Regions from separate parts of the Bos taurus genome. Here region 1 is linked to region 2. The links are chromatin contacts, called in public Hi-C maps. All regions are on one chromosome and are shown on one strand. Each heading gives the region's core, a stretch centred on a gene start, on an enhancer-like site or on the middle of the called end of the contact. The rest is flanking DNA. Distances are from core to core; before and after follow the strand shown. Region 1 overlaps SORBS1 (sorbin and SH3 domain containing 1). Region 2 overlaps SORBS1 (sorbin and SH3 domain containing 1).

Region 1 (4,570 bases), core at 2,002-4,501, 51 kb after region 2:
ATATAGAAAAATTGGGAGGAATACATAAGAAACTTCAAAAAAAAAATTACCAACCTTTAGAGAATATATCATTTATCACCTAAACAGGGAGGATGAAATCAGTTTTGCCAGTGAAAGAGTTTGTTATTGATGATTCCCGGGGACAAAGACCCTAAAGTAGGACTGCCGTGGCAAGCTGGAATGTATACTCAGCCCACCTAATGGGGACCAGGTCTGGGAAGAAAGGGAAGTGGACCTGGCAGGGATGAGAATGAAATTTTTCAATAAACATTTTTATAGTAATATTTTTACTTCTGAACAAAGTATATGTATCAACCATTTTTTAATGTGATTATCTTTTCAATGGGAAAAAAAAAAGCCAAAGAATTTAACCTTCCAACTCTCCTGAACAAAGGAAGCAAGCTCATTTGGGGGCACCATCAAATAGCCACCCTGAAGAGCAGCCCTAGAGATTAAATGAAATCCCTGCTCACAGCACAACCCTTTTTCAACAGACAAGAAAACAGCCCTGAGAGAAGAGCGCTGTGCATGGCCTAAAAAGGCTTTGACTGCATTCAGGGCCAGCTGAGATGGGGAACACTGGGGGATATAAACAGTGTGTCAGACATAAAGCAGTTCAGGTTTTACACAATCACGGCAACAAAGTGAGATTGATTCGGGTCTGAATTAAGCTCTTTATATTGTTTCTACTTAAAAAGGAAATGTATTGACTACAGTCCTCCTCACAGATTTATCTTCCCTGACATCAGGCACATTCATAACCTATTTTAAATTCCAAGGAACAATGCTGGGGTTTAGGAAAATGAATACCAGTGTGTTGCACCAGAATGTTTTGGAGGCTGGGAAGAAGCTTCTCTGGCTTTTAATTGCTCAGGAAACAGGCGTGTTGTAGATGGTTTTCTTATCAGCCCTAACTTCCAGTTAGAAGACCGCTTGTCCAGGATGCAGGAACTTTTAGAGCGGGTCTGTCTTTGGAAGATTCGCTTTGGAGTAATCTTAGAGACCATGTGTGGTATCACTTCAGCTTTTCTCCTCTCTCGTAACCATCTCCTCCTTTCAGATGTCACCACAATTCGTCAAGCTCAGGCCTGAATTACCTGAACTTGGGATGTCTCATCTCCCGCCTCCAGGCTTCACCAAGGACTGTGGGCACTGATCTCCCCAAGGCCAGCCTGACCATGTCCCACCCAGGGCTCCCCACAGCCTTTAGGACAGCAGGACCATCTGACCATCACCCAGAGAGGGACACCTGAGAGATAGGGGGCTCCATTAATAATCACATTGGAGTAAGAGGCAGAGCCACCCTAGAAGCAAATTGGAAGGTGAGGTCATCAACTGTAGAACAAATCCAGTCTCTTTACCATAAGCTTGAATTCAAGACTCTCCACCCTCTGGCCCCAGCTTACCTTTCCAGTCTTTCTGCATTTTGCAGGTCCAATTCCAATGGACCTGTAGTTACACAGCACATCCTGGGCTTTACTATCCCTGTGCATTTGTTCCCAGCATTTCCTCCTCCTGCCTCCACCCGACCCCAGCGCTGGCCAGAGCACCACCTACAGAGGTCTAACTCCTACTCTCCCTGCAAGGCTTTTGTGTGTTAGTCACTCAGTCATGTCTGACTCTTTGTGACCCCCATGGACTGTAGCCCGCCAGACTCTCCTGTCCATGGGATTTTCCAGGCAAGAATACTAGAATGGGTTGCCATTTCCTTCTCCAAGGGATCTTCCCCACCCAGGGATTGAATCTGGGTCTCCTGCGTTATAGACAGATTCTTTACCATCAGAGCCACCAGGGAAGCCCTACTCTCCCTGCAAAACCCAAGTTAAATGGTGCCATTCTTGACTGCATTCATTCAACAAGTATTTACTAACTGCACATTATGTGTTGGGCACATAGTGAAGAAGGCTGAAAAAGTTCCACCTCTTATGGAACTTTGGTGTATGTGGTGGGGGGTGGTGTACACAATTGTGACAGCAGGTAGTAAGGATGGAAACAGGGTGATATGCTGGAAGCTCCTTGGTTAAGTTTTTGTACCCCAGTACCCCACAGGGCTGGGGCTCCTTAAAGGTCGTGCCCAAGAGACCCAACGTACAGTCCTGTTGAACCCCCCACACACCTCTAGACACAACAGGCACTCACCAAACATTTGATGAGCAAAGAATTACTATTAGAGAAGTTTCCTCATTTAGTCTGGAGACAGCATTCCGACAAGGAGTTCCAAGTTCTCCACAAATCTGTATGCGATCCAAGGGGAGCCTAAATTTCCACCAACCTTAGAGAAACGCCCCACATCCAAGAGCTGTGCTTCCCCTTCCACACTGATGCTAGGAGGGGACTAAGGTTACCTGCTTTGACATTACGTTGCTTCTCCAGAGGTTAAGTGACTCACCCAAGCCCACACCACTAGGGAGTGAACCCCTGGAGAGGTCAGAAGATGACACAGCAGCAGTAGGATGTAATGACCGGATAAACGACCAGAGGAGTCACTGGGCAGAGGGTGTCTGGAGTGGGGAGGTGACTCTGGCAGCTCATGTGGCCAGAGAGCTTCAGAAAGGAGGTCTTGGGGCGGGGCCCAGGTGATAGAAGGCTGGGAGGGCCAGCAGGGGAAAGGCGCTGCGATGGAAGCTTGGCAACGGAGGGAGAGCCTGACACAGGGGTCACAGGGGAAGGCCTGCTGAGGCCAAAGTCTCACCTGGTGACATATACCACGCAAGACAAGAACACACACATGCTTTGCCTGTACCTGACCTGGAAGAGGGGGCTCCGCCACTGACAATGTGCAGATAAAACTGCTCAGAGAAGCTCAAGTAAGGGCCATGGGTGCCCAGGCTTTCCCAGACATGTCTGCAGCTCTACCCTGAGTGGCCCTGGCGGACAAGAGTCCGATTAAACAGTAACTAGTAACAAAGGAGCTTGGCAAGCGTCACGGTCACTTCCAAGGGCAACTGCAACATGGGTACCCCCTTCTCAGACATTCCGGTGGTGAGTGGTCATAGTGACCACTTCCTTTTACGAAGGAAAAAAACAGACAATTAGCTGCATCTGTTCTTATTTCGGTGATACCCAGAGACAGTCGAATGAGTTCCTGGCAGTCAGGACTGGACCCACCCACCTCTCACCTGCTGCAGCTCCGCAGCCCTGGGCCACCCTGGGCTTACTGGAATTTTTCCTCTAGGCCTCCACTCTCCACAACCACCACGCCAGCCCCTCGGGAATCAGTGAGGAACCCAAACTGCAAACATCCCCTAAGGTACAACACAAGTCCCTGAAGGCAAGGGAACAACTCAGGTGGGCTTTCCAGGTGGCCTTCTACGCACCCTATGCCTGAGGTAAAGACACACCCAGGCCCCCCAGGGGCAGGAGTGCTCAGCCTCAGAGCACTGACATCTGGTGTGGGGTAACTTGGTGGTGGGGCCATCCTGCACTCCAGGATATATGAGGAGCATGCCGGCCTCTACCCACCAAAAGCCAGGAGCACCCCCTACATGACAAGCGAAGTCTCTCCAGACATCACCAAATGTCCCATAGGAGTAAAACTGCCTCCACAGAACCATGGCTGAAGGGCTCGCTCCCTAAATGTGCTATTCTGTATATCCCCAAATATTCAGACTCCTGACGCTCCCAGTACTATAAAACACCTTAGGGGTTACAGGCAGAGCTTTTGATCAGGTGGATATGGGCTGGAGTCCTGGCTCTACGTCTTACTATCTCTGTGACATGAGGCACATCACAGCCTCTTGGAGCCTCAGTTCCTTCATCTATAAAATGGGAGCAATCAACAGCACCTCGGCCATGGCAGTTACATAAAAATGACACATAAAGACTGCCAGGCACAGTGGGGATCTGATAAACGTTAGTGAGTTTTTACAGGCCTGGAAAATTCCTTTTAGCCAAGCCTAGAGTTTAATCTTCTATTTCTTTGGTTTCTGATCTTCTCCCCCCACCCCCCACCCCCCCCCTACACTTCCTATGCCCTTTCCACCTGTTAAATGCCTTTGGTCTTAACCTTTGGTCTTAAGGAATCCTTCCTGCTGGTTCAAAGGCATCTGAGGTTAAAGTGAAGGAAAGAACACACACACACACACACACACACACACAGAATCTTTCAGCTCCAACCCTGCCCCGACCAACTCTCCAGACAAAGGGTTCCATTGTTGTCTAAAAACAAACTTTTCCACAGGGAGGCCTTAAAAGAGCCATAACAGTCTCGAAGTCTCCAGACTCTCCTAGTTTTCATCCCTATTCTGCTCCTGACCCTGGCATAGCCCTTCTCCTGGGCCTCAGTTTCCTAATCCATAAAGTAAGAGATTTAGACCCTGGAGATCACCAAGATTCTGTGCTATACTGGAATGCCGCAGCACAGAGGGCGGCTGGACCCACATTTTCAGTAAGTGCTTAAGAAGAAATAAGTGTTACAAAGACACATCTTTCCCCCTTTTCCCTAGGTTCCCCTGAGAAATGAAATCCTGCCATTCTGAGACCTTGGGCAAATTAGTTCATCTGTCTTATCCTGCTGCCTTATCTGTAAAATGGGATAATAGAGGCAGAAATGAGGTCAAGATTACGAGAC
Region 2 (4,643 bases), core at 289-2,788:
TTTGTCTGCTTATTATAAAAAGGGAAACTAAGAAATGTTCAAGTTCCTTCAAGTTCAGTAGTTCAGCTCCATTTGAAAGAAAGAAAAAAAAAAACTGGAACTATTTAAGAGCAAATATAATTAGTAGATTTGTATAAATGTCTCCAACATGGTAATTTTATGAGCAAACCACATTATACAGAGTACATGATATGTTTCAAAATTAATATAATGATTGGATATCTGTAAAGAATACTGAAAAATTACATTATTGCTGTCTTTCCTTCCCCTCTTATTTAAAAAGGCATAAATCCCTTAAAGAAAAAAAACATGTTTCACTCCACAGACAACTATTTTTCTATCACTGTAAATGTAGTTTCCACATTTAAAAAGGGGGATACCAAAATGATTCTTTGCTGAACCTCAAGATCCTTTGATATGTCAAGATAAGATTTTAAACTGATACTGAAAGTCAGGAGTTACAAAGGCTGGAGTTATATAGGCTGAGAGGGCCATCCAGATACAGATGATGGTCTGGGGACTGCAATAAATTGGGACTCATATGCTCTCACATGATGGGTCAATGGCTGTTCCACTCCAGCCCATACCGTTCCATGTAAGAATATGGCTCAGCACTGTTAGATATTCTCATTGTGCACAGCAGCTAGAAACCCAATCATGTGAAACTTCCCCAACTTTGAAAATTCTGGTCACTTACTTTAAAATTTTTTTAAATACTGGTGTTTTATAGACAGTTAGTTTGAAGGACAAAATGCTATAAACATGATTAATTCAGGAAGTAAATTCAGTGCCTAGAAACACAAATTTATTGGAAAATGAAGAATGGATTCTATACACTTTTTTTTAATATACTCTTTTTTAAACCTATATTATTCCCTTATAATAGCTTTTCTCTTGCCCAAGGGGAATGAGGATGGGAGAATACATAAATTTGAGGAAAAAGATTGAAATTAGCTGTTAGAAAGCAAGAAGGGTAAAGATACCTTTACTTCCTTCTTTAATTAAAATAATAGAAATTGATTTAAGAGTATTTTCAGCTTTTGAGTCCATGTTGGGACAATTCCAGAAGTTGTACATTTCATCAAAGTCAGGCTGCCTTGAACATAGCAATTTTCCCTAAACTTTTTGTCTAATCAGAAATGCCACCCAGAGGTACCCAGAGGCAGCCACTTTTATAATGGTATGCTAATGGTTTATGTGACTAAGTTAGAAGGCATGATAACCAGATGGGGGAATGTCATCTATTTAAAATGTAAAAGTACTATGCATGCTGTGGGTACACGTGCATCTGGGGTGGAGGGGTGGTGTTCTTGACCCTTCTTCTCACAAAAGCCTAAGAACCAATACCTGATTATAAAAGTGAAAGTTCAATTGTGCAAGTTCAAACACAGATAACGTAGTCATTTTTTTTTCTCAAACATACTCCTGCAGGATCCTTTTTTTTTTTTCTTTTAAATCAGTGATGGGATCAGCAGACCGGAGAAAATCTCTCTTACTGAGGAAAACAGAGTGAGTCATCTCTATGCTGATAAGAGACTGCAGGACGAGGGCACTGCTGTGAAGCAGGTATCAGGCGGTGCCTAGTCTAAATGAGTCAGTGGAGCAATCAAGATCATTTCTTTCCATGACATTCAGTGATCACTGGAGATGATGTTGACGGCCTTATCTCAGTGGCATCCCCAAGCACAATCTAACATTTACTTCCCCAAACCTGGTGAGGAGGATGGGGGACTGAAAAATATCTCACTATTTGTAGTGACTAGATAGAAAAGGAGAAAGTATCTTGTTTTTACACATGGTTGGCTGGCAAATGTGATACAAGTCCTGTTTGTTTTAAAAGTATAAAATCAAATGTGTAAATCTCTTAGAGAAACATCAACACCTACGAAACGTGGCTGCTGCACAGAACGAATGTCATGGCTCTGTAGAACACAAAAATGTTGGCCAGAAAACAGCTTTATGAACCTCTGGGAAGACAAACGAACATGCTAGCCCAGGAAGATACTTTTAGACAATGACCCCTGTAGAAATGAACCTCGAAAGAGCACACACTCCAGACAGTGTAGTGATCTGCTCATTAGTCCTAGACACTGGATTCAGTCTCCGCTTTCAAAAAAAGTTACAACTTGGGCAAATTACTGACATTTTCTGACAGGTGCTGAGATTTTTAAAACAAGGAAAATGAGTTTGGGAAGATCATTTTGAATGAACTCTGGGGTTAGGGGCTATCAACCACAACAGATTCCAAATCCCATGTTCTGATCCACAATGCAATAATAAGACTTTGCTCTACAGGGCGGCAGGGAGATGGCCCATTGAAACGAATACAGTTTGTGCCTCAACTCATGGCAACTACACCCACCCCATTTGAATTCACATTTGTCTAAGGTGGCTGAGTAAAATATTAGCCTGAAACAGCCTTGAATCCTTTTTGAAAGAGCCAAAGAGGAAATGAAATTGGCCTGATTGACATTTTTGTAACACAAAGAAATGTGAAGGTCAAGGTAAAGAGGCTGTAGGGGAACAGAATTTGCCACCCCAAAACATATCTCTTTGGCATATTAATTATGTTAAGCTGGTTATAGTTTCTAAGAAACCACAGACATGGGAAAAATTCTGAAAACCAAACAGAAGTGACCCTTTTAGAAGAAACACTTACAGGTAAATCTTCATTTGTAAGGGTGTGTCCCTGTTGTACCGGGTAGAGGAGGATGATGAGACCTCTAGAAACTCTTATCAATGGATAAGATGATGACTAATCTACATAACAACCTTACCTTAGTTTACAGTCCTTTTCCTGGTCAACTCCCATAACTGACTCTCATCCTCTTTTATCTAAGGACAGTATCGAAAACTAGAGTATTGGACACTTAGGGGAGTTACTTGAGTTTTCCTGGGTCTCTCCCTTGCATGCAGGTTGTTACACTTTTGTTCAGTTTTCTCCTGTTAATCTGTCTGATGTCAGTTCAAATCTTAGACCAGTCAGAAAGACCTAGAACAGTAAAGGAAAATTTCTTCCCAAAGCCTCACACCAAGTTGCTGATGAACATGAAGCGTTACAACAAATAAAGGCAATGGCCATTGAACCAACAATGACCTTGGTCAACATGCACATCAAGCAAGAGTCCCAGTAAAAACAAGAAGTGAAGGAACTGTAGATTTTTCTAGGTCATTTGTTAAGCCGAGAAGAGGTACTATTATTCTTTTGAAAGATAATACATAAACCAAAAGATTTAGGACAAAAGGGTGGAGACTGAAAAGGAAGTTCCCTTCATATACCACTGCCCTTCTCCAAGGTTACTCATCTCCAGCAGCTCCTCCTAAGATGACCCACATACACATGAGCAATGAACCACTATTCTGCACACCTGGCTATTTTTTTACAAAACATAAGGGAGATAGTACCATTTATAAATGTCCCACCACTTAAGTCTCTGGGGGCATGGGAAGGTACCAAAAAAACATTTTTCCCTTCATTCCTAAAACCACTTGCTGAAAAGGAAACAGGAGAAATCCTCACCCTATGACTGCCAGTAGGTTTCCTTCTTTTTAATCTTATTTAGGTTCCACTCGGAGAAAAGATGACGAGTGAAAACCAGGGTTGCTGTCAATCGTCATGGACATTCCACTGAAACCTTCATTTTGCCATAAATCAGTGGTTTCAGATATAGAATACTACCCAATAAGTGCTCATTTTCCAGAGATTAGATACTTCCTAAGTCTCACTGAGAATATTTTCACTGAAACACAAGGGTCTTGAGATACATGGAAGAGCAAGTGAGGGCTGCCCATTACCCCGGGCAACTGGAAACAGCACATTTCAGCATGCTGCTTAGCCCACTGCCCTCAACAGCTGCACAGTTTTCCATGCTTTTTGTCATTTGCACAAAAGGCCTTTAAAAAACAAAACAAAACCAAGCCTGGAGAAAAAGTGGAAATGTTTCAAAGAAGAGAATCTTGAAGACATCCAAGAACGTCTGGGGAGGGCTAACCTGAGGCTCACAGGGCAGCCAGAGACGGTGGGACCCTAAACCCGGGAGAGGGAGGAGGCGGACAGGCTTTGAGTTGGTAACTTTGGGAAGGGGGCAAAAGTGTCTCTGGGGGCTGGAGATAACCAGACTAAAGAGATTTCCCAGGTAATGTAGGAACAGAAAAACCAAGGAGCCCAGGGAGAATATGCAGGAAGCTCAGTGGGGTGTTTTCTCTGGGAAGGGGACAAAACCAATATAGAGCTGTATTCTGTGCCAGAAACCCACAAATAGATGAAAATGGAAAATGTGTTTGCTCAAAAAATAATCTTCTCATGTCAGTGGCTGATGATTAAAGGTGTATGGGTGGTCCTGAAACACATACATCTACCACAACCATCACTGTCTATTTTTGCTGCTTTATTATCTTATAGCATTTATCTTTGGTATTTCAAAGATATCAAAATATTTCATAAACTGTGGTCCTGAAAATCAAGGTTGTCTTTTTGGCTTTTTCATAAAATTATATCACAACTTTCACCGCCAAACTACTGATTTTCAGGGACCGCTTTCCATTTAGCAAATCTTCATTTAATGAAATTTTGAGTGTGATCAGAGAATGAAAAAAATTTGCAATGTATTAACTAACAGTAAATTAAACTTCACCAAAATGGC

What was found. A called contact is a pair of places that touch in the nucleus more often than the background predicts.
Region 1: a Hi-C map of liver shows a contact between it and region 2, with 7 times the contacts expected there. The contact joins two enhancer-like sites. A contact is called at or near these places in 2 of 11 Hi-C or Micro-C datasets (liver and skeletal muscle).

The regions. Positions count from the first base shown.
Region 1 is chr26:17,032,485-17,037,054 of ARS-UCD2.0, forward strand. All of the region lies in intron 1 of SORBS1 (sorbin and SH3 domain containing 1), which reads right to left. Among named protein-coding and RNA genes, the nearest start is that of SORBS1, 19 kb to the right of the region's middle. Within about 2 kb of position 3,252, at least 12 of the 102 cell types and tissues checked have an H3K27ac peak or open chromatin away from gene starts, as enhancers often do. A contact at or near this core is called in liver, where this site is marked.
Region 2 is chr26:16,982,798-16,987,440 of ARS-UCD2.0, forward strand. All of the region lies in intron 2 of SORBS1 (sorbin and SH3 domain containing 1), which reads right to left. Among named protein-coding and RNA genes, the nearest start is that of SORBS1, 69 kb to the right of the region's middle. Within about 2 kb of position 1,539, at least 10 of the 102 cell types and tissues checked have an H3K27ac peak or open chromatin away from gene starts, as enhancers often do. A contact at or near this core is called in liver, where this site is marked.